Regions from separate parts of the Sus scrofa genome. Here regions 2, 3 and 4 are each linked to region 1. Evidence: chromatin contacts called from public Hi-C data. All regions are on one chromosome and are shown on one strand. Each heading gives the region's core, a stretch centred on a gene start, on an enhancer-like site or on the middle of the called end of the contact. The rest is flanking DNA. Distances are from core to core; before and after follow the strand shown.

Region 1 (6,127 bases), core at 1,237-3,736:
TGTGCCAGCACATATTCTAACCAATTTATATAACATACATTCAATCAACCCTCATAACAACCCTAAGAGGTAGGTGTTATTATCACTAACTTCATTTTACAGATGAAGAAACTGAGGTACAGAAAGGTGACATAACTTTGCCCCAAAACACACTAGTAAGTAGTAGAACCTACCTAGTTTGGTTTCAAAGTCCTATAGTAGTCTGGGTCCGATCAAAAGAAACCACGTGTTAAACAAGTGAGTTTTTTAAAATTGAAATTTATTTATTTATTTATTTTTATTCTCTCTTTAGGGCTGCACGTGCAGCATATGGAAGTTCCCAGGCTAGGTGTCGAATTGGAGCTGCAGTTGGTGGCTTACGCATAGCCACAGCAACACGGTATCTGAGCCACGTAAAGCAACCTCTGCTGCACCTTGCAGCAATACTAAATCCATAACCCACTGAGTGAGACCAGGGATCAAACCCGCATCCTTGTGGATACTAGTGGGGTTCTTAACTCATCAAGCCACAATGGGAACTCCTAAACAGTAGAATTTGAACGTCAAGAATTAACCATGGGGAGTTTCCTTTGTAGTGCAATGGAAACAAGTCTGACTAGGAACCATGTGGTTGTGGGTTCAATCCTTGGCCTTGCTCAGTGGGTTAAGGATCCGGCATGGCTGTGAACTGTGGCATGGGTTGCAGATGTGGCTGGGATCTTGTATTGCTGTGGCTCTGGCGTAGGCCAGCAGCAACAGCTCCAATTAGACCCCTAGCCTGGGAACCTCCATATGCCACAGGTGTGGCCCTAAAAGGACAAAAGACAAAAAAAAATTAACTATGATAAAAGTGAAATGTAAGAGAAAATGAAACTATCTGGTGCCTGAGGCTGAGGGAGAGTATGTAAGGACAAACTTGAGAGGGGTCTGGATCTTGTTGGGGAAGGTTGGCTACCAGAGAGCAGATAAGTTCCCTGGTTTAGCCAGGCTGCAGGTGGTCTGGAGTTGCTGGGCAAATAGAGAAGCAGGTGGAGGGGAGCAATCACCAACCAGCAGTGTGGGGAGCCATGAGAATGTAGGAGCCAGCAGAGACAGAAGGTCTTGAAGATGCCTGGGGGGAATGAAAGAGTAGAATGAAGGGCTGTGGAGTGTGTGACCCTGGGCTCCCACAGACGAAAGGCTTCCTGGAGGACAAGGGGCAGGTGGTTGCCTGCAAGCTGCACAGGAGTCTGGTTTCTCTGCCAAGAGGGCTGCGTGAAAGTTATTGCCAGGCTAAAACTTCAAGGTGATAGAAGGACCGAGTTTGGGTCTGTGGCTGGGCAGATCCTACTGGGTATTATTCTCATGACCACCCTCCTACTTCTAGTCCACATTTCTGGTCTGCTCTCAGGAACTGCAGAAAGCATTTTCCTTCAGTGTAGGTAACTGAGAAGATTTCATGTTGTGCCCACTTTGAAGGAGAAGTGCTTAAAATAATTCCGTTATTTATCATGGGGCCAATGCTAAAGTGTGTATTTGGATCTGAGAGGCGATACAATGATAACTGACACAATGACTTATTTTCAAAATCTTTAGGACTTTTGAATTGGTAAGACTGGGAGAATCTATGTATGGCCTATAAACCAACCTAACAATTTCAGATTTTATAACGGGTAATAAATATCTTGATCAGCCATTTATGTCCCTTGCAAATATAAACATTCAGAAAGATATAAATCTAAAGTGAAAATCCTACCATTCATTCACCAGAGATAATCACTTTTTAACAGTTCGGTGTCTTTCCTTCCAGACTGCCAGCAAATAAACAAATATATATGATTAATACCAAAAGAATATCATGAAGGGTCTCAAATTTTTTTCTTACTTAATATGTGAAAAAATAAATATACATTTCTTAGCCAATACATAATTTCACCTAATTAAAAAAGTTACAATATGCTGAGAGTTGGGAGTATTATCCCGAACACCATCCTCCATGCGGTCATATTTGGAATTAACCTCCTTCTACCAACCTCTTTCCCCCTACCCCGGGTTCTCTCCAACTCCAGGCTCAAAGTGCTAAATCTTTGTTTTTCACATGCAAGGTCCTCTAATTTCACTTGCATACGTGGAGTCTTCCGAGTCTCAACTTCCACAGCTGGCGATGGGTTGGAGTCTGTCTCACGCTCCGCCGAGAAAATCACAGAGCACCGATTACCGAATCCAAGCCCTCCCAGGACTCCTCCCTCAAGCCACGTGCCAGAGACCTCTCCTCTCCCGGCCGGGACTGGCACGCCCAGTTAACAAACCCTCCCTCGTGCCTGGCCCCGCCCCCTGCCAGGACCACGTGCCGCACCGCCCAACTTCTGGCCCCACCCACCTAGCGGACTCCGCCCACCAGGAACCACGCGGTCTTCCTCGCCCCGGGCTCCGCCCACTGTGAACTCACGCTGCTCGCACCACCCCGGATCCATTCTTGGCTCCACCCTCTTGGCAGAAAGCGCCGCGCGCCTCGAGCTCCGCCCACCTCGACCGGGCCTTCTCACGCCAAGTCCTTGCGCCTCTCCCCGCCCAGAATCCGCCCACCAGAACTTGCTCCACCAAAGCAGAGCTGCCCGCGTCCTCCCACTAAACCCCCCCTACCTTGGCTCCACCCCCCCGCAATCCAGAACGCGCATCTCAAGCTGGGTGCGTTGGAATCCTGCGCCACACGCTGGCCCAGGCTCCGCCTACCGTGCCCTAGGCCCCACCACCCGGGAACACCACGGGCGGTCGATCTCAGGCTCCGCCCACTCCGCCACGAGAACCCGCGCTGCTTGTTGAGCATCGGGCCCTCCCCCGAAGCCCGCCGCCGGGGCTTGTCTCGTCCGTCGGCCTTAGGCCCGTGCCCAGGCCCGCCATGGAGGGGGATGTCCCCGTCGCCGCAGCAGCCCACTACCAGCCGGCCAGCCCCCCGCGGGACGCCTGCGTCTACAACAGCTGCTACTGGTGAGGCGGCGCAGGGGCCAGCCCCCGGCATCTCCCCTGCCCACCCGGCCTGGCGTTGCAGCTGGGCCCCGCCTCTTCCCGGCCCCTCTGGGCCGGGACTGGCGGGTTTTCTGGTTTGAGGGGAGGAGAGAGAGGGAATGGCAGCCCTTGTCCCTTGAGTTGAGCTTGGGTATTTGGGTTGCGGGAGGGTGTGGTGTGTGCGTGGGGGGGGGGGGGCGGAATTCGCCAGGAATGGCAGGGTCGGTAAGTGCACTGCTTCAGCCTGGCGTTTTTCGCTTGGATTTTTCTCAGCGGACCTCAGCGTTTGGGGGGTCCAAGAAGGGGAGGTGGAGATGGAGGCGGAGTGCAGAGGGTCTTTGAATATTATTCTGCTGATAATGAAGGTCATTTTAATTTTGGAAGAGAATGGGGGTGCAAAGTTTTTGCAGTAACATTCCCAAGGTCACCCAGCTAATAGCAGCCAGGAATCCATTTCAGGCCCTGTTATACCAGATACCAAAATCTTAACCACCTAGTACTCATTGTAATAACGGTTAAATTTATACATAACACTTCACATGTGCTAGTCATTGTTCTGAGGCGGTTGCGTAAATGAATTCGTTTGAAACCCACAATTACACTAGGAGGTAGGTACTCTTATCCCCATTTTATTTTATTATTATTATTATTTTTTTTTTTTGCCATTTCTTGGGCTGCTCCCACCGGCATGTGGAGGTTCCCAGGTTAGGGGTCTAATCAGAGCTGTAGCCACCGGCCTATGCCACAGCCGCAGCAAGGCGGGATCCGAGCTGCGTCTGCAACCTACACCACAGCTCACGGCAACGCCTGATCCTCAACCCACTGAGCAAGGCCAGGAATAGAACCTCATTCCTAGTTGGATTCCTTAACCACTGAGCCACGACCGGAACTCCTTTTATCTCCGTTTTAAAGGTGAGCACGTTGAAGCACAGAGGTGTGCAAGTCATTTGCCTAAGGCCACACTGCTTGGGAGCGAAGGAATGGCGAGTTAAATGCAGAGTTTGTTTCTGGAATACACACACTGTACCCCCTATCCTGGGCCACTACTGTGGCTGAATCACTACTCTTATCGTGATTCTTTTCATTCCCTTTCCCTTACTTGATTAATGACTTCTAACCCCAATTTCCATTCCCTGCACAAGAAACCTTAGGGCCCTCTAAAGCTGCCTTTCTCTCCTCAGCTAGTCACCAAAGTAATGCTGGGAAGAGCTTGACATTCGTTCAGCTCTGACAGTGTGTCAGGCCTAGTACTTCCATCCGTCTTTGGGAGGTAGTTTTATTATTATCATTTCCCTCATTTTACCAATGAAAAAACTGGGCAGAGAGACCTGTTGTTTGCCCAGGATCACACATCTGCAAGGGTGGTGCTGAAACTGGAACCTCAGTAATGCCAGAGTCTGGAGTCCGTGCTTTGTTTCTGCCCTGCCTCTCACCTGGGTTCTGTTCTTGTCCCTAACATCCCCTCATTGTTTTGTCAATTCAGTAAATGTTTATTAGGCCCTTGGAGTGTGAGATGCACAATTTTATGCATGAGGGAGATAGCAGTGAACAAAATAGACATATTCCCTGGTAAGAGGTTTTTTTTTTTTTTTTTTTTAAGGTTGTACCGGCGGCATGTGGAGGTTCCAGGCTAGGGGTCGAATTGGAGCAGTAGCTGCTGGCCTACACCACAGACACAGGATCCAAGCCGTGTCTGCAACCTACAACACAGCTCACGGCAACGCCGGATCCGTAACCCACTGAGTGAAGCCAGGGATGCTAGTCAGATATGTTTCTACTGAGCCATGACGGGAACTCCCCCCTGTAAGAGTTCTTGATTTCTTGATTTCTTTCTTTCTGGTTTTTTTTGAGTGCATTTGTTTTATAGTGTTTTTAATTTCTGCTGTACAGCATAGTGAGGCATTCACACACACACACACACACACACACACACCCACCCTTTTTTTTTTTTCATACTATCTCCCATCATGTTCTACCCCAAGAAATTGGATGTCCCTCATAAGATTGCATAGTTCTCAAATTTCGATTGGGGGAAAACAGGCAAAACCCCTTTTAACCATGTTTGGGTTTAAGTGGTAGGAGAAAGCTAGAACAAGTTAAGGGGTAATGACTCATTGTGTTATTAGGAGATTTAAAGAAGACATTGTGGATAAAGTGATCTTTGAACAGAGATCTGAAGAAAAAGAGGGCAGGAGCTTTGTGGATATTGGCAGGAGGCCACTTCGGGTGCAGAGGCTCTCAGAAGGAAGTGTATCCTAGAAACGGCAGGGAGGCCGGCACAGTTGGAATGGAGAGGCTTGGGGGAAGGATGGTGGGAGATGAACTTCACTTCAGTAGATCGTCTCCTCTAATTCCTTCAGCCGAGGGCCAGACCCTCCTTACCTGGCCCTCGGGGCCTCTTCCAGCTGCCCTTCCTGACAGGCCTCTCTGCCCAGCTCTCCCCTGTCCTTAAGGTCTTTAACTTCAGCTGGCTTCACGTTGCTCACATCCCTTCTAAATTTGAACGTGTTGGAGAATCACCTGGGAGCTTGTAAACTATGCAGATCTCCAGGCCCCACCACAGAGCTGCTGGGTGTGTGAACAGCAACCTGGATGAGTCTGAGGCTGGTCTGTGGATCATATTTCAAGAATGCAGCCTTTGACAATAAAGTCTGCTTTCTGAGCCTAGTAAGCCCTCTAAAGATCTAGTCACCACCTGTTCCTTCGGTCTCTTTGTGAACTTGCCTTTCCTGCCCTACCCGAGGGTTTTTCAGCTTTGCCTCTGTTGGCATTTTGAGGTGGCAATTCTCTGGGGGCCTGTCCTGTGTATGGTAGGTTGTGTAGCAGCATCCCTGGCCTCTGCACACTGAATGCCCGCCCATTCCACCGTCTCCCAGTTTGTGACAACCTGAAATGTCCCCAGACACTGCCAAATGTCCCCTGGGGCTGGGGCAGAATCACTTCTGATGGAGAACTGGTGCTTTGTCCTGTCTGAACACATCGGGTAGGTATGCCTTTCTACACTGGCTCCTGTGGGTCCTCCTAGCTTGAAATAAATGCCTCCTTTCCACTTCCGTTAGCTTCCATCAGCTGTTACTTATCTTTTAAGACCCAGCCTCATGAGAACAGTGATAGCCTGTGTTTGTGTGGCTCTCTGTAGTTTGCAGAGCACTTGTGATTCTTT
Region 2 (6,127 bases), core at 2,443-4,942, 800 kb after region 1:
TCAATTCAAATTATTACATTATAAAATATCTCCTGAGTATTCTATTTGCCTCTCTTCTCCTCTCCTTTTATGGCTGCACCTGGAGCATATGGAAGTTGCAGAGCTAGGGGTCCATCGGAGCTGCAGCTGTGGCCTAGGCCACAGCCACTGCAACACCAGATCAGAGCCACATCTTCTACCTGCACTGCAGCTTGTGGCAACACTGATACTTAACCCAAAGAACCAGGCCAGGAATTGAACCCACATCCTCACAGAGACAATGTTGGGTCCTCAACTGGCTGAGCCACAACGGAAACTCCCTATTTTTTAAAAAATGATTTCTATTTTTTCCATTTTAGTTGGTTTATTTATTTTTTAAACAGAGACATTTTAAAATAGAGGTCCTGGAGGATGGTAGGGGTGGCCCCAAGGGTTTTCCATAATTTAGCACTCTCCAAAAGCAGAGCAGCAAGGGCAGGGGCCAGGGAAGGGGTCGGTTACCCCCTGCCTCACCCACAGGACCAAGGGGCACACTGCAGAGCTGGGGCTCTTGTAGGTGGAGAGTTTCTCTCCCAGGAGTGGCTGGACATGTACTGGGGGCAGGGATAAGGCTAACACGTGTTTCAGAGGATTGTATCGTTGTGCTTGGCAGTGGATGGGGACAAGAATGAGGCTACATGGGCTTCTTCATCTCCTCAGTGTCTGGGCCAAGCTAAGGGACCTTCTGCTTCCCAAATTTGTGTAGGGCAAGTCCATCCTATGAAGGATGGACTTAATATCTTGTCTCCTTAATATCTTAATCCCAGAGGTCAGCAGTGAGGGTTGTGGCCAGGAGGGTGGGGGCATGTGGTGGGGGACCAGTTACCCATCACCATAGAAAAGTTGTTACAATATTAATTTTTTCTTTCTTTCTTCCTCCCTCCCTCCCTCCCTCTTTCTTTCTTTCTTTCTTTCTTTCTTTCTTTCTTTCTTTCTTTCTTTCTTTCTTTCTTTCTTTCTTTCTTTCTTTCTTTTTCTTTCTTTTTCAGGGCCGCACCTGCAGCATATGGAAGTTCCCAGGTTAGGGGTGGAATCAGAGCTGCTGCTGCCAACCTATGCCACAGCCACAGCCATGCCAGATCTGAGCCACATCTGCAACCTACTCCACAGCTTGCGGCAATGCCGGATTCTTAACCCACTAAGCGAGACCAGGGATCAAACGTGCACCTTCACAGACACTGTGTTGGGTTCTTGATCCACTGAGCCACAGTGGGAACGCCAAAAAGTTGTTACACTATTATTGACTATGTTCTGTATATGTACCTTACATCCCCGTGACTTATTTATCTTGCAGCTGGAAGTCTGTACCTTTTATGCCCCTTCATCTATTTTGTCTGTCCCTGTCCCACTCTGGCAACTGCCAGTTTGTTCTCTGTATCTCTGAATCTGTTTCTGTTTTGTGTTTGTTCATTTGTTGTGCTTTTTATTTTTATTTATTTTACTTTACTTTTTTGCTTTTTTAGGGCCGTAACTACAGCATATGGAAGTTCCCAGGCTAGGGGTCGAATCGGAGCTGTGGCCGCTGGGCTATGTATGCCACAGCCACAGGAATGCGGGATCCGAGCCTTGTCTTCGACCTACACCACAGCTCACAGCAATGCTGGATCCTTAACCCACTGAGCGAGAACAGGGATCGAACCCACGTCCTCATGGATCCTAGTCCAGTTTGTTAACCACTGAGCCACGGAGGGAACTCCTATTTTGTTTTTTAGATTCCACATCTAAGTGATCTCATAGGGTATCCATGTTTTTCTCTTTCTGATTATTTCACTCAGCACAATCCCCTTTGGGTGCATACCTTCTGCTGTAAATGGCAGTTTTTTCTATGGATGAGTAATATTCTATGCTGTATATATATTTATCATATCTTCTTTATCCATTCATCTATGGCTGGCCACTTAGGTTGTGGCTGTTATAAGTAGTGCTGCAGTGAATACAGGGGCGCATAGATCTTTTCAAATTAGTGTTTTTGTTTTCTTCAGATAAATACGCAGAAGTGGAATCCCTGACTCACTGTGGTAGTTCTCTTGTTAAGTTTTTGAGGACCCTCCATACTGTTTTCCATTGTAGCTGTACCAATTTACATTCCCACCAACAGTGTATAATGAGAGTTCCCTTTTCCTCACATCCTTGTCAACCAACACTCTTGTTTCTTGCCTGTTTTGTTTGTTTGTTTGTTTGTTTGTTTGTTTAGGGCCACATCCTCAGCCTATGGAAGTTCCTGGGCTAGAGGTTGAATCAGAGCTACAGCTGCTGGCCCATGCCACAGCCACAGCAATGCCAGATCTGAGCCACATCTGCGACCTATACCGCAGCTTGTGGCAATGCTGGATCCTCAACCCACTGAGCATCCTCATGGATACTGGTCAGGTTTGTGCTGAGCCACAGTGGGAACTCCCTCCTCTTGTCGTTTTGTCTTTTTAGGGCCGCACCTGCAGCACATGGAGGTTCCCAGGCTAGAGGTTGAATCGGAGCTGTAGCTGCCAGAGCCACAGCAATGAGGGATCCGAGCCGCATCTTCGACCCACACCACAGCTCACGGCAATGCCAGATCCTTAACCCACTGAGCAAGGCCAGGGATCGAACCTGTGACCTCATGGTTCCCAGTCAGATTCACTAACCACCGAACCACGACAGGAACTCCTCCTCTTGTCTTTTTGATGACAGCCATTCTGACAGGCTTGGAGATGGTATCCCATTGTTGTTTTGATTTGCATTTCCTAGAAAGAATTTTAGTTCCAAAATACTGCCACTAGATGACAGCAAGAACCAGCACCAAAGTAGCGGAAGCCTCTGAATTCTTGGGTTTCAGATGGTTTGGATTTTCAGGGCTCTCGGGGACCCTACTCTTTCCCACTGGGACTTTTTCCATCAATCTCTATTAGAAATCCCTTAGTGACATAGTTAATCCGGATGTGTAAGTGTATTTGGCAGCAAGTAATGGAAAGTCCAAAACAGCAGCTCTGCGGTGGGTGGGGAGGTATATCTATTTTAATGTAGAAGTCCAGGGCTGGTGTAGCTCTTCAGGGAAATCCTCTTTAAACTAGGCTCCTTCTCGGCCTCAGTGTGACCTTACATTCTTGTGGTATCAAGATGTAACTTCTAGGCTTTACACCTCTGTGATGCTGGGGCAGTCGCCTTTTTGGGAGGTGCCCTCTACCACTGATTTCCTGGGTGACCCAGGCCAGCTTGCATCCCCTGAGTATCTACTCTTTATTAGTCACTGTTCAAAGCATTTTATACATAATATCTCTAATCACTGTAGCAATCCTCTGAGGAAATTAACATAATTCTCTTTTTATAGGTAAAGATTATGTCTGAGAGGTGGTATGATTTACCTGAACTCAGATCCTTTTGATTTCCAACCATTTGTGTCATAAACCACGGGATAGGGAGGTGGTAGTGACCATCCTTGCTTCGGAAAAGGAATGATGAAGCTACCTCTGGTTCTTCACTCTCAACCAATATTGGCACCTGACGCTGATCTGGGAGAAACAAGAAACTAGGAGAAGGCTTTCTCGAAATTGAACCCATCGTTCCCGGGGCATGTCTCTCTTTGGGTCTGTGAGAAGCACTGAAGAGAGTGCATGAAGGTTATGGAGGAATACCAAATAATTTGAAGTTTTGAAACAGAATTCCTTCCTTTTTTTTTTTTTTTTTTTTTTTGTCTTTTCTTCGTTTGGCAGCGCCCACGCATGAGAAAGTTCCCAGGCCGGGGATCGAACCCCTTTGTGTCATTAATTTTCGCTTAGGCACCGGCTACTAATGGCCAGCCACAACAAAGATGGCGGCAGCGGCTTCACACCGCCAAAGCGGCGCCGTTCGTCAACGAGCGCGAAGTATCACTTAGTTCCGGCCTGCCCTTTTGACCTCACTTCCGGCCCCGGCAGGCCCTATGCGCCCCTAGGCGTGTGAATGTACTGCCGTAGGTGTGTGGACTCTGATTAGAGAGTCTGGTGGAAGGAATCCGAAAGAATGTGGGGCAGGCAGCATGGAAAAGGAAGGAGGGAAGCCCGCGTCTGTTGTCGCAGTTGTGACTGAACCTCGGTTTACCCAGCGGTACAGGGAGTATCTCGAGAAGCAAAAACTCCTGGATAGACAGCACCGTGTGGAAAAGATGCCTGATGGTACCGTGGCGCTACCGGTGCTGGGAGAGGCCCTCTCTGAGCAGCACCTGCGAGAGCTGAGGGATCGTGTGGCTCCAGGCAGCACCTGTGTGCTAACGCAGCTCCTGCATCCGGTTCCTTCAAAGAAAACCCAGGGTTGTTCACCTGCCCAAAGGTTGTGTCTTGAGGTGAGTCGCTGGGCAGAGAGCCGCGGAGTTACGTGGTCAGCGGAGTTGGAGGCTGATCTGCCCCGATCTTGGCAGCGACACGGTGACCTCTTGTTGCTGAGTGAGGGCTGTTTCCAAGCCAAGCAATGGAGAAATCTGGAACCAGAACTCTGGGAGACTATTGCCTCGGCACTTGGAGTCCGGCGTTTGGCCAAACGAGGGCGGATATCACCCGATGGCACTAGAACTCCAGCTGTGAGTCTGCTGCTGGGCGACCATGGCTGGGTAGAGCATGTGGATAATGGGATCCGGTATAAGTTTGACGTAACCCAATGCATGTTCTCCTTCGGAAACATCACCGAGAAGCTTCGTGTGGCATCGCTGCCCTGTGCTGGAGAGGTGCTGGTGGATCTCTATGCGGGGATTGGTTATTTTACCTTGCCTTTCCTAGTTCATGCTGGTGCTGCCTTCGTCCATGCCTGTGAGTGGAACCCCCATGCTGTAGTTGCGCTGAGAAATAACCTTGAGCTCAATGGAGTAGCAGATCGGTGCCAAATACACTTTGGGGATAACAGAAAACTGAGGCTCTCAAACATCGCAGACAGGGTGAACCTGGGGCTGATTCCCAGCTCTGAAGAAGGCTGGCCTATTGCCTGCCAAGTGCTAAGACAGGATGCTGGAGGCATTTTGCATATTCACCAAAATGTGGAGTCTTTCCCGGGGAAGAAGCTGCAGCCTACTGGAAGCAGTGAAACGGAAAAGGAGTATCGGCCTTCTCTTCAGCAAATTATCACCAACCAGTTGAAAAATGGAGCTGCTAGTGATTCTAGGAGAGAAATGCAATCAGCGGCCATCAAGCCAGAGTGGCAAAGGTGGGCGGAAGCTGCAGAAACTCGCCTTGCCACACTTCTTTGGCAGGTGCACGGGAAGCCATGGAAAACACAAATCCTGCACATCCAGCTAGTGAAATCCTATGCTCCCCACGTGGATCACATAGTCCTGGATCTGGAATGCCGCCCCTGTCCTCTGGTTGGCTAGAGAAGTTGGATCCTGAGCCAGGAGGATCTACATGTGAGTGATCCTTAAAGCATCAGCTCAGGCTGGGGTCTCACCCCTCCTGTCTCCTGGTAATCTGCTTTAATAGTTTGTGGCCCAGAAGGCAGGCTCTAAACTAATACATGTCATTTCGTTTGTCTTCCATTAACACACTAAGAAGGAGCTACCTATCTGGGAGAAGCAGTATGGCTCCTTGAAATAAGGCCTGTCCGTACAGTCATGAATTCTGACCTCAGCTCTTTTTGACTTGGGCTACAAGGTTCCAGTATTCTTTTGACCATGGATTTTTTCATTTGCAGAATGAGAGTATCTTTGCATGGTCTCACATGGCTATTACCTAATAAGCAGTTGTACATAGGACATTGGTTATTTTAGAGTGAAAGACAGTGCTATTCTCCAAATCACTACAGCTACAGTACAGAAAATCATCTGGAGCAGTACCAGGAAGAAAGCAGGGAGAGCAGCTAGGAGGCCTCTGTGGGTGTTCAGGCCTGAGATGATGGTGGCTTGGACTGGGGTGGTGGCAGTGGAAGGTGGATGGATTTGAGAAATAAAATCGAGGGACTTAAACAGCGGAGTCCAGAATCAAGACATTAAAGTGGTGTTGCTTTGTTATTTTGACTAAGTTAGGGAGGGAAGAGGACAAAAATTATTCCAGTGAATTAACTTCATCCCCTACTTTAGCATTCCTGATTGATTGTGTGTGTGTTGGGGGGGGGGTGTCCTATGTTAGGTTTATTGTCATAGAAAAAAAATTAAGAACGACTTTTATGTATTTAT
Region 3 (6,127 bases), core at 1,253-3,752, 740 kb after region 1:
GCTTTTCAAGAACTGTCATAAAATCATATTAATAAGGCCCTCCAATCGTGTAACAATGTTAATGCATAATTTCTAAGAAACTACTCAATGAAGACCAAATGTGTTCAAGTCGTCTTGCCCATGAACAAAGAGTCCTAAAACTGATGCTCCAGTTTTAGGACTGTCTTTATAGTTTTCCAAGAAGCACATTTTCAGAATTGAGTATTTTAAAACCAAACTGATGCACACATAGCTTACAAATATGCGAGTATTTGATTATGACTTCATATAATATCATGATTATACATTTAGTAACCTATTGATTGCGATGTTGCATTTTTCCTGTAAAAGCATTGTCAGTAGACAATGTCTGGAATCATCCAATACTATAAATTGGGCCACAATTCCCTGAGCAAAGAAAAAAAAAAAAAAAAGCAGTTAAAAGGCACAACTAAAAAAGTTTCTGAAGAAGGATTACAGAAAAGGCATAATTGTTTCCTCCACTCAGGTACATACATAGACCATAGTACTTTCAACTGCCCCTGGCAAATCAAACGCCTTGTTCCAAATAAATGTATTCTTAAGGAATCTATGGAATGTTTATGTACCAACTAACCTTGAGAAGAGGAATACTTAAAAACAAAATAAACAAAAAAAACACTTTCAAACACACCAGAATGTAATATAAAATAATAATGTATTCGGTCTGTGTCACCGCATTTAAATGGCAAAAGTATTTTAAGACTGTTTATTTGCTCCCTTCATCCTTTTGATTTTCTGACTTTTTCAGCTTTTTCACTTGGACTCAAACTCTGACCTACCAGCATTGTGCACTGGTTTTAAAAATATCCTCTTTTAACATGTTAGCTTAAAAATAGCTTTGCTTTCACCATTCCGAATTATTTTTGCGCATAAATCCAAAATACTTTTGCTTTTTACTGTAGAGCCACAGATTTCCAGAAAAAATACCTCCTTATCTACTGCATTCTTCCCTCCTCTAGGGAAACCACAAAAACTGGGGTTTAACTTGGCAACACCCAACCTATGATGGGCTTGCAAGTATGTATCTGCAGATACTGGTTTGACCCATTCTTTCCATTCCCCAGGAAAATGTTTCCTTCGGCTGCTTAAAAGAATACAACTACAGATTTGTGCAAAGAAGCAGCTGAGAGCAACTCCGCCTTACGAAGCAACAGCCCTTCTTTTGGACACCCATACACCTTGTTTTAGGATCATTCAACAAAGTTTCTTCCTGCGTCTAGGCTTTGCAGCGCTTTTGAAGGAGGCACTGCAGGCCACTCGCGTGGCTGCACGTTCACCGGAACGCAGCAAGGGCTTGGGGGCAGGAGGGCTGCGGGGGGGAGCGGGGCTGGGGGGAGGACACAGCCAATCTAAACAAAATCAATTCAGCATCCGTCGGCAATTGGGGCTGAAGCGCCGATTTTGAGGCTGGGGAGGAACCAGCCAAGCGCTGGCCCTGGCACGATCCGCCCCGTCCTACCTGCCCCGGGGACACTTAGGAGGCGGAAAGTTCCCCCCGTCGGACGTCCCAGGCGCCGGGCCAGGCGGGCGAGGGGGGCGGCGGCGAGGAGCCCGGGCCGAGCGGTGGGCAGCCTCCCGGGGCGCCGGTGGGGGAGGGGAGGGCGCCCGGCCCCCGCCCCCCGGCTCGCCCCCCTCGCGCCTCCCTTACCTTGGGCGATGGCAATGGACTCGAAGCGGTGCAGCTCCTTGAGCAGGCAGGTCCTCTCGCTGGAGTGCAGGCTGTAGATGAAGTCGCGCGCGCCCTGCGCCGTGTTCAGCGCCTCCATGGGTTCCTTCTTCGGGTGGGTACCCAGCGCCCGGGGGCCGCCCGGGGCCGCGAGCGCCAGCAGCCCCCGCCCGCAGCCGCACCAGGACGGCGGGCGGGGCGCGGCGGCGGCCGGGCCCGGCCTCAGGCTGCGCGCGGTCCGGCTCCTCAGCAGCGGCAGCAGCCGGGACATGGCGGGCTGAGGAGCGAGGACCCCCGCGGCAGCCCGGGAGGGAGATTTCTGGCGCCGCTGCGCGAAGAAGGAGCTGGGCTCAGCTCGACCCCGCCCCGATGTCCTCCTGACAGGCAGCCGAGACGCCGGGCACCATGCACTCCCCGGGCCCACGCGGCTGTCGCCTCCTCTTCCGTCCTCCTTCCCTTCCCAAAGGCCAGTGGCGCCTCCAGTCCCTTCCGACGACAAAAACTTTCTCTGAGGCAGCCGGGCCGGGAGAGCGCTCCCGGAGAAGGCGGGCGGGCTGTGCGGGCGGGCGCCTCCCAGCTGAGGAGAAGCGGCGCGGGCGGGCGGGCGGGTCCGGCAAGGGTTAGTGTCTGTCAGTCTGATCTTCCAGAGGGATGAGTCAGCCACGCGCCGCCCTTCTCCAGCACCGCCCTCCTCTGTCTCTGGTTTTCCCACCCTCTCACTTGCCCTAGTCCCCACTCCATACGACTCCCGCGCCCTCACAGCAACCACGCTCTCAGGCCTCAGACGCCATCACTACCCCTAGCGGCGATACAGTGGGTAACAGGGCGGGGCGAAGGAAAGGGGCGGGGCGCGGCGGGGCCGCGCAGGCGCAGTATGCAGATTCGCAGGCCGCGGTTTCCCCCCCCCCGCCCCGGGAAAGGAGTGTGCACGCGCTTCGGGTGCGTGAAGGTGGAGGGTGAGAAGGCTAGCACTCCTTGCGCTGGCCTCCGTCACGTTTCTATCGGCTGTGGGGAATTGGGAAGAAGAGCTTTGAGCCACTCGCTCTGCCAGGTAATGTGGCTACGACACGGCCCGCTGTAGCGCCGGGCCTGAGTCTTAAATCTGAGGTTAATTCTGAACGATGCTCCGGCTTGCGGCCCCCTTCGCCTGGCCCCGGCCGAACCACAGAGCCCTATTCAGGCTTTGAGGGACTGAAGAGCTCAAGCGGCGCCCTTTGCCAAGTCCATGCATACCACCGCTTCCGCCAGACACTCGGGTCTCTGAGGCACCTACTCTGAGAGCTCCAAAGAGAGGGTGAGGCCAGTTCTCCCCTTTCCCAAGAAGAGTCTGAGACTGAAACCTTGATGCTGAGAACACCTTTCCCCTTTCTGATGCAAGCAGCTTGCAGATTGTTAATGCCGGAGCCTGAGGCAAGAATGTCACAGACCTTTCCCAGGTGTTTGTTAAGGTTTGTTTGGCTGTTTCTTTCTCTCAGCTGAGGCAGAAAATATTTTGCGAGCCTCCCCCATTCCCACATGTCCTAGGCATCTTGCAAGGCCCCATACGTTCATAGGGTCTCCTGTTCTGAGCTTTCATTTATCTCTGCCTGAGGGAGGAGATCTCAGCTTTATCTGAACCTGTCTCATGACACTTAGGCTTCCTGTCTTCTTAGAGAATAGATCCACTTAGAGAATAAATCTGCTCAAGTGTAATCAAGATCTAAATCCTATCCTTATCACATGCACTGTTACACCCAGCCCAAGAGCAGTGTATGCAGTAGACATGCTATCATAGTGTAAATGCGATGTATAAATGCGAATCAGAGGAGGAACATTATCGCTAAATCCTCCTGCCTTCAAAATGGTTCTCAAAGTGTGGCCTTTGGGCAGCAGTTTGTTAGTTATGCAAATTCAAATTCCGGTACTCCACCAAAGACCTTCGGACTCTGAAAGTGGGGGGTGGGCCCAGTCATCTGCATTTTAACAAGCCCTCCAGTTAACACTGAAGCACACAAAAGTTTGAGAACCACTTCACTAACTTAAACATGGAAAGCATTGTTTACATTTTTTAATTTGATAGCAGTGCAGTAGTGTAATAGTGACAATTTAAAATGTTCTCTGGGAGTGCCCGTCGTCATGGCTCAGCGGAAATGAGTCTGACTAGTATCCATGAGGACACAGGTTCGATCCCTGACCTTGCTCTGTGGGTTAAGGATCCGGCGTTGCCGTAAGCTGTGGTATAGGTCACAGATGCAGCTCCGATCTGGTGTTGCTGTGGTGTAGGCCATAGGCCAGCGGCTACAGCTCCTATTCAACCCCTCGCCTGGGAACTTCCATATGCTATGGGTGTGGCCCTAAAAAAATTTTTTTAATTAAAAAAATAAAAATAAAAATGTTCTCTGAAGTTCCCTTGTGGGGAAACAGGTGAAGGATCTGGCATTGCTGCCGTGTGGCTCAGGTGCAACTGTGGTGTGGGTTGGATCCCTGGCCCAGGGAACTTCCACGTGTGCAGTTTCAGTTTGGGGGGAACAGGGATGTTGTCTGTGGAAAATGCAAGGTGTTTATGTAGAGACTTTATCTTTGAAACACCCTACAACCTCCAGTGTGTGTTAGAATCTTAGGCAGAGCTATTCAAGTCTTAAATTCTTGGGATTTCTACCGCCCTCCCCCAACATCCCTTACTCCCAAGAGATTCTGACTCATTGGGCTTGAAGTGGGGCCTGGGAAGAGAAGTTTGAAAGAAGCTCTTCAGTAAGAATTCCCAACAGTCACCAGGACACCAGTTTTTGTGTATGGGCTCTAGGAACAGATTGCCAAAATTTGATAACTGTATCAAACACTTCCTAGCTATGTGTGTTAGGTTGTTGAGTAGTCATTCCAGTGAATCATGCCTTATGGTATCCACTCCCTTGTGTAGACTTGTCCCAAATGACTGTGCGCTTGGCCACGCGAGTTGCTTTAAACAATAAGTGGGACATCAAAACCCTGCTATGGTAAGTGCTTGTTCCTTGGGGCTTGCTCTAATGTGTTTGCTGTATGCTTTATGAATATTCATTTCTGCTATGGAAAATAAGAAAAACCAAAATGTAGATGCAATTTGCTTATGAGACATTACACAGAGTAAATGGACATGCATTGAACATAGATTAAAAAAAAATCAGGAGTTCCCGTCGTGGCTCAGTGGTTAACGAATCCGACTAGGAACCATGAGGTTTCGGGTTCGATCCCTGGCCTTGCTCAGTGGATTAAGGATCCGGCGTTGCTGTGAGCTGTGGTGTAGGTTGCAGACGCAGCTCGGATCCTGCATTGCTGTGGCTCTGGCGTAGGCCGGTGGCTACAGCTCCAACTCAACCCCTAGCCTGGGAACCTCAATGTGCTGTGGGAGCAGCCCAAGAAATGGCGAAAAGACAAAAAAAAAAACCCACAAAAAACAAAACAAAACAAAACAAAAAAAAGTGAAAGTGCTACTTAAGGATGGGAGATTGACCAAGTGACATTTAAAAACTCTAGACTGACAACTATGTCATCCCTAAATTGACCACCAACTAGTGACACCCATTATAGCCCCATTATGGGCTCAGGTAGTTGCTACACAAGAAAAGCAGATAAATCCCTAGCTACCCAGCCAGCTAATGGCCAACTTGCGTCTCTGTCATTCAGATATATGACAGAACAGATGCATGTTAGTTTCAGGGCCCTTCAATCTGCCAAAACCTCTCACTTACCATGGTCCTTAAAACAGTGCCATCTGCGGGGAAAACTGACATGTCAGAGAGGGTTAGGGCATATTTAGGTGTATGGAAAAATTTAGGTGTATGGCAAAATTTAGGTGTATGGTCCTTCCACCCTGCTTATACCCTATCCTAAGCTTATTTACATATTCCATCTCTTTCTCCTTGCTTCTCCCTCTGTTCTAAATTAATTGATAAACTGGGTTACTATTGCTACTCTTCAAGTGAACACATTTTACCAACCATAGTGTTTATTTTGCTCATGATTTTGTGTCAGAAATTCAGGAAGGGCTTGCTTGGGCAGTTCTTTGTTGGAGTCCCTTATCAGATGTCAACTTCGTGTGTGGTCATTTAAATGCTCATCTGGACTGGACATCCAAAATGGCATACTCATGCAGCCGACAGTTGATGCTGGCTGTTGGCTGGCTGGAAGCTCAGCTGGAGCTGTCAACCAGAGCACCTTCACACACCCCCTCCAGCCTGGCAGACTTCTCCCCTGGCTTCCTGGGGAGGTGGCTTCCCTGAGAGCGACTGTCTGAAAAGAACCAGGTTCATGGCTTTTTCTGACTTATCCTAAAAAGTCATGCAGCAACACTTTCACTGTATTCTACTAGCTGCCAGCAAGCCACTAAGGCTAGCCTAGATTCAAGAGAAGGGGATATGAACCCCTCCACCTCTCAATAGGAGCAATGTCAAAGAATTTGGGGACATCTTTTAAAGCTGCCACATA
Region 4 (6,127 bases), core at 2,529-5,028, 550 kb before region 1:
GTTTGTTTGTTTTGTTTTGTTTTTTACGGCCACACCTGTGGCATATCCAAGTTCCAGGGACAGGGGTGGAACTGGAGTTGCAGCTGAGGCCTATGCCACAGACACAGCAATGCCAGATCTGTTCTTCGTCTGTGACCTACACCGCAGCTTGCGGCAGTGCCAGATCTTTTTTTTTTTTTTTTTTTTTTGTCTTTTTTTTTTGTTGTTGTTGTTGTTGTTGTTGTTGTTGCTATTTCTTGGGCCGCTCCTACGGCATATGGAGGTTCCCAGGCTAGGGGTTGAATCGGAGCTGTAGCCACCGGCCTACACCAGAGCCACAGCAACGCGGGATCCGAGCCGCGTCTGCAACCTACACCACAGCTCAGGGCAACGCCGGATCGTTAACCCACTGAGCAAGGGCAGGGACCGAACCCGCAACCTCATGGTTCCTAGTCAGATTCGTTAACCACAGCGCCACGACGGGAACTCTGCAGTGCCAGATCTTTAACCAATTCAGGGAGGCCAGGAAAGGAACACACATCCTCACGACCACTACATTGGGTTCTGAACCTGCTGAGCCACAATGGGAACTCCAACTTCTCTGTTTTGTGTTTTCTTTTTTCATTTATTAAAAACGACAACAACTTATGCAGCATGTACATGCAGGGATCAGACAGCTGGAAGGGATGACCCCACCATTCCCATCTCAGTTCCAAATTTTGATGCCACCCCATTTCTTCTGGGTTCACCAGCCAGTGTAGACTTGATGTCATTAGGTTGGGGGCCCTATAAGGCTACTGCTGTGTTTTTATTTTTTCTCCTCCTGCCATTTCTAAATTTTCAAGATTTCCCAGCCAGGCCTAGGTCTCACCATATCTTGTCTTTCCTCGATTTTAAAACCACCAGACAAAGATTTGAATCCAGGTTCTTTACTTATTGGCTAAGTGACTTTGAAGAAGCTTCTTAACTTCTCTGAACTGCAATTTTGTCATCTGTAAAATGGGAGCAATAACACCCACAGGGAGGAGGTCGTAAGGATTTGGCAAGATAATGTTAAAAGGGCTGGCACATAATAGAGGCTCAAAAGGTAATTGCTATTAATAAAAGTAGTCCTGGGAAGCACTGGAGGCTGTTCTAGGCTGTTCACGGGCAGAATTGTACTATCCTTAAGAGCTCTGGGAGTTCCCTTCATGGCGCAGCGGAAACTAATCCAACTAGGAACCATGAGGTAGCAGGTTCGATCCCTGGCCTTGCTCAGTGGGTTAAGGATCCAGCATTGCCATGAGCTGTGGTGTAGGTCGCAGATGCGGCTTGGATCTGGTGTTGCTGTGGCTGTGGTATAGGTCAGCAGAAACAGACCCTAGTCTGGGAACCTCCAAATGCCGTGGGTGCGGCCCTAAAAAGACAAAAAGAAAATAGAGAGAGAAAAAAAAAAAAAAAAAAAAAAGAACTCCGGCTCTGGTCTCTAAAGAACCCAGTTAAAGTCCTTGCTTTCTCTGCCTGGGCTTCCTCATTTGTGAAATATGCATAATAATAGAACTTATCCTAACAGTGATTCTCCAGCTGTTATACAGGGATCCTAACAGTCCCCAAGACCCTTCCTGGGGTCCTCAAGGTCAAATCTACTTTGGTAATAGGGCTAAAACAGTACCTGCCCTTTTCATTCGTATTCTTTCTCAAGTATACAGTAGATTTCCAAAGCCTACATGACATGTCATGTGTTATTGCTCTGATGGCTAATGGAAAGTGTGTTTGTAAATTCCCATGCTTTGGGGTTTTTTTCAGTTGAATTTCTAATAAATATCAAGATGTATATAACTTACATAAACAAAAGCTCTTTGGGGTCCTTAATAATTTGAAGGGTCTAAAGGGGGCCTGAGACAAAACATTCCGAGAATCAATGCCTGTTAGGGTTGTTGTAAAGATTAAGAACTGTACACCTGAAACTAAAACAATATCGTACATCAGCTATACTTCAGTTTGAAAAAAGATTAACCAGCAATTGGCAAAGGCACACAAAGCACTCAATAAGCACTACTCCTATAATTATTGATTCCAGAGCTCCTGAATCACATCAGGTAAGTGTCTGCCTCCTCCACCTACACGTGAAGCAAACTGAAATCGTAGCTCTTAATGCAAAAGTCACCCTTGTTTAATCCCCTGCTGTCTGCTTATATAGGGAAGGTCCGGCCCATGCTAAACTCTGAACAATTTAAAGACACTGCAGCACATCAGATGCCCCCACAGTGTCCAAGAGATACAAGTGGCCTGAAGACATGAAAGCTCAATGGACGGTCCAGAGGGTCTACCCGGTGTGGCTCATGCCTGACCCTTCCATCCTATTATCCGCTCGCCCAACCAAAAGAAGACGGTAGTGAGGGGGGGACAGAGGAAACATGGCTTATAGAAATCCCTTCTAAGTGGATGACCAGCAAAAGGAGGTGCAGCCTCAGAACAGATACAACTTTCTTAAGGTTTCAGTAACTTCCATGGAAACAGGGAACTGTAGTTATGGGGGGGGGGCGTAGGGAAGCAGTGGAATGACCTGGAAGAGTCAAGAGTAAGCAATATAAAAATATTATAGTTGGTGGGATTGTTTTCTTTTTCTTTCTCTCTTCATGCACATCCTTGAGGGAAGAGGAAAAAAACTCAGCATCCCTAAATTCTGATATTGACAGCAAGCACATTAGGATGTTAGACAGTAGATATGGAATGAGTTTGAGAAAGATGCGATAGCATCTGGATCATAGTCACCCAGGAAGTTCTTAATAAATCCTTTAAGAACCTGGGCAGTTTGCCTCTCAGATCTGAGAGCATTAGGAAAAGAGACCTCCTTCAAAGCCAGTACCTGGTTTCCTGCACCGTTAACAAACAACCCTGCATCAGCAATAACGGAACAAACAGGTGCAAGCCAGTAGAAAGTTTTGCATATGAGCTATTTTTATTTTTATTGTAAAAATTTCTGGGAACCCAAAGAACAGGTTCTGGTGGAGAAATTGGAGCCCTAAAGGGAGACCCTGAGAAAGCCTTTCAGCTGCTTTCTTCTCCTCAGCCTCAGAAACGAAAATGCCAAAAGGTCAACCAATGCGTTGACCACGCAGTCAGCCCGGGAGCCAGCCATTTTCACCCCGTCTCCGTCCTCGCCTCCAGCCACTCCGCCGCACACGGCCACCTGTTGCTGTCCTAGCGCCCAGAGCCGAGTCGCAAGCCGCCGCTAGAGTTCGTTCTAATTCCCCCCAAGCTAAGGCTGGCCGGGAAGCCCCGACGCTCCGCGCCTGCTAATCCTCAGCGCGGGCGGGGACTCCGCGGAGCCTCCCAGCCCCAGGCTCCCTTTGTCTTCTTGCTGCTCTCAAAATGTCAAAAGTAGACCCCAGACAGCATCCCCTTGGCCCCCGCTCGCCCAGTGCGCGCTCGCACTCAGCACACACTTGGGAGATGCTGACGCGTCGAGATGCCCACCGAGGAGAAACTGGTCCACCTGGCAGGGACAGGCGGCGCAGACAGGTTCTGTGAAATGCCAAAGCGTCCCCTGAATCCCAAATCCCTTGGAGCCCTTAGCTGAACACTGCAGCTGAAGCGCCGCGCCCAAAACGCGAGTTCACGGTTCCCGAGGCCGCGGGCGGAGGGCAGCGAGATTCTGACCTGCCTTTGCTCTAAGCCGCCCGAGGGGATCCAGGGGGCGGCGGCGGTTAGGGATGCCCTCCCGCCGGGAAGGCCAGAGTCCCAGTTTCGAAAGTGACCCGCCTCGCTTCCGAGGGACTTCCCTGCCAGCGCCGCAGGGGTGTGCATTTCTCCGAAGTCTGAGAATCCCAGCGAGCGCTGGCCCGACAAGAGTTTAAGTCAGCTCCCAGGGCGTCTGTTTGTTTATTGGCTCTTAGGAAAAAAAGTTTGAGGATGTTTAACCAACCTCAGACCTGGCGCAAGCGGAAATCTCAGAATCTCTTCAGCAAAAGTCATCTAATTTCGAGTCGTTATATAAGTGGGGGCTCTTCCTTACCCTCCCTACTCCGAGCCCTCTTATTACTACTCCAGGAGTTAAATGTGTCTCGCTTTAAAAAAGAAAAAAAAAATTTTTTTAAGTTGTTATTATTTCCCTGAGTCCTAGGGCGGGAGAAAGCGCAGGCAGCGCCCTGGGCTTGCGGCGGCCCCACCCGCGCGCTGCCGTTTGCTCTGCAGGAGGGACGCGGGGTCCCGGGTGCCGCCCGCTCAGCGAGCAGCCGCGCCCAGCGGTCCCTCCGTCGGCCACTCCACGTGGTTAGGATCAACAGTTTGTCGAGCTCATCAGTGACACCTTGAACTTTTCATAAAGAAAATGGGTATTGCACCAGGAGGGTTTGGCCGCGGCCGCCGCGCCGGGTCGTGCTTAATATTCAATGATCTCGCTCGCGCCTCCCCCTCCTCCCCTCGCAGAAATTCCACCGAGTCCGTTACTGGGCTCAGACTTTTAAGTTAATTTACTGCCCACCCCCCAACCTTGGCTAGTAACCAGCGCCTTTAGGGTTGGCCTCCCCCCCAGCTCTCGCCTGAAAATGACATTTCGCCGGCGTCTCCGGAGGGGGCTGAATTTCACTTTGTAACTTTCTGCGGAACCCGAGCCCGGGTGGCAGCTCGGGTGGTGGTATCGTATGCAAATACGCATGCTGACGTTACAGATCATGTGGGTTTTGGCGTAGATTCCCCACTGATCGAGACATTTTTTTCCCCTTTTTTTTTCCTTCTTTTTTTTTTTTTTCTTTTAAAAATTTTGGCCACTGTTCTCCGTACGGGGGCTTCTTCTGTCTGTCTGTCTGGCAGGCTGGCTTTCCCCCTCTTTCCCACGGAGCCCGAGCCGGGCGCCCGGTGAGGAGTGGGGAGTGGGTGGGGGGAGCCAGCAGAGTTCCATTTTGGAACGCCCGTGCCGCGTCTCCACGTTCCCAGCCCGGGTCCCCGCGTTCCCAGCCCCGGCGCAGGTAAGAAACTTCGCCCCGGCGCGGAGCACCCCCCGCCCGGCGCGGCCGGCCCCGAGCCCCGCACGCCGGGCACCGGCCACTCCAGCCCAACTTTCCCACCGCCGCCGCCGCCGCCGCGGCTCCCGAAAATGTGTTGTTAATGGGACTTGGCCGGGTTTGTGATTGGAAGGGGGGCGCGGAAGGGGGGGTGGGGTGCAGGCTCTTTTTTGCGGGTGGGAGGAAATCAGAGGATCCAGAGGCGGGGGGAGATTTTTTTTTAAAGAGTTTTGATTACAAGTTTGGATAAATGGGAGGCAGACCGAGGAGGAGGAGGAGGAGGAAAAACATGTCTACGTTTCCCTATGTCGACATAAGCCACAAAAAAATATGGCGTCCGCTTTCGACAGGGCGTTACGTAGACCCGACTCTGTTTTTATTTATTTATTTCGTGGCCGGCTCCCTCCCTTCTTGGCCAAACTGCGGCGCTTTGTGCGAACGGGGCCGGTCCCACGGGGACTCCACCGGGACGTGGCCCCGGCTCCGCGGGTTCGGGCAGGCGGGGGGCTGCGTGTGTGTGCTCCCCTCCCTCCCTCCCCCGCTCTCCCCTCTTCTCCCCTCTCCCGGTGACGATTCGCCGTACTGTGGTGGCAGGAAGCATGACGCCGTGGGTTGAGGCTGCCTCTCCTCTCCTGGTGGCTGCAGGCAGCGGGCGCGCGGCGCGGGCGGGGAGCCGAGCTACCTGCCGCGGGCCGAGCCGCAGCGCGGCGCTGTCCCCACGCCCCGCTCAGGTGCCGGGGAACCCGCGTGGCGAGGGCCTGGGGGGCGGGGCGGGGGGAGCCGCGGGGCCCCCGCTGTCCTCCGCCCGCGGCCCGCCTCTGCCCGCCCAAGCCCACGGTCGCCCCCCGGCAGGGCAGCTGGCGCTCTTCGTCTGCCCCACGAGCGGTTCATCTTTGTTGGTGTCTCGGCTGCTTTGTGGCTTCCCCAGGACTTGGGGTCCTCGCCTTTGCAAACTTGCCCCTTTCCCAGCCGCTCTGCAGGAGGCTGCGCAGACGAAGATGAGCGGAAAGTTGGAAACCAGTGAGCATCACGGAACGGTCCGCTTGGCCTCGTCGCTGTGCGGAGCTCGGGAGGCGGCGGCAGAGGAGGAGGAGGAGGAGGAGGGTGGTGTGTTAGGCTGGGGAGAAAACTTGACTGGGAAGCCAAGTCGTGATGTGCTCGGG

The links. A called contact is a pair of places that touch in the nucleus more often than the background predicts.
Region 2: a contact with region 1 is called in a Hi-C map of liver, with 4 times the contacts expected there. The contact joins the promoter of TRMT12 here to the promoter of WDYHV1 in region 1. A contact is called at or near these places in 3 of 5 promoter capture datasets (fetal liver, fetal skeletal muscle and liver), 2 of 47 Hi-C or Micro-C datasets (heart right ventricle and liver) and 1 of 2 datasets of contacts at active chromatin or transcription factors (skeletal muscle).
Region 3: a contact with region 1 is called in a Hi-C map of liver, with 2.9 times the contacts expected there. The contact joins the promoter of TMEM65 here to the promoter of WDYHV1 in region 1. A contact is called at or near these places in 1 of 5 promoter capture datasets (liver) and 2 of 47 Hi-C or Micro-C datasets (heart right ventricle and liver).
Region 4: a Hi-C map of liver shows a contact between it and region 1, with 9 times the contacts expected there. The contact joins the promoter of ZHX2 here to the promoter of WDYHV1 in region 1. A contact is called at or near these places in 2 of 47 Hi-C or Micro-C datasets (liver and retroperitoneal adipose tissue).

Annotation. Positions count from the first base shown.
Region 1 is chr4:15,995,295-16,001,421 of Sscrofa11.1, reverse strand. WDYHV1 (protein N-terminal glutamine amidohydrolase) reads left to right here and starts at 2,486. Exons shown (of 6, transcript XM_001928505.4): 1 at 2,486-2,946. The coding sequence starts at 2,858.
Region 2 is chr4:15,194,707-15,200,833 of Sscrofa11.1, reverse strand. TRMT12 (tRNA wybutosine-synthesizing protein 2 homolog) reads left to right here and starts at 3,692. Exons shown (of 2, transcript XM_013996494.2): 1 at 3,692-5,362. The coding sequence starts at 4,010. The coding sequence ends at 5,329.
Region 3 is chr4:15,259,775-15,265,901 of Sscrofa11.1, reverse strand. It overlaps TMEM65 (transmembrane protein 65), which reads right to left and starts at 2,502. Exons shown (of 8, transcript XM_021088951.1): 1 at 1,670-2,502. The coding sequence starts at 1,958. It overlaps LOC102157933 (a long non-coding RNA gene), which reads left to right and starts at 2,592. Exons shown (of 7, transcript XR_002343112.1): 1 at 2,592-3,135.
Region 4 is chr4:16,551,510-16,557,636 of Sscrofa11.1, reverse strand. ZHX2 (zinc fingers and homeoboxes protein 2) reads left to right here and starts at 3,778. Exons shown (of 5, transcript XM_021088974.1): 1 at 3,778-4,928.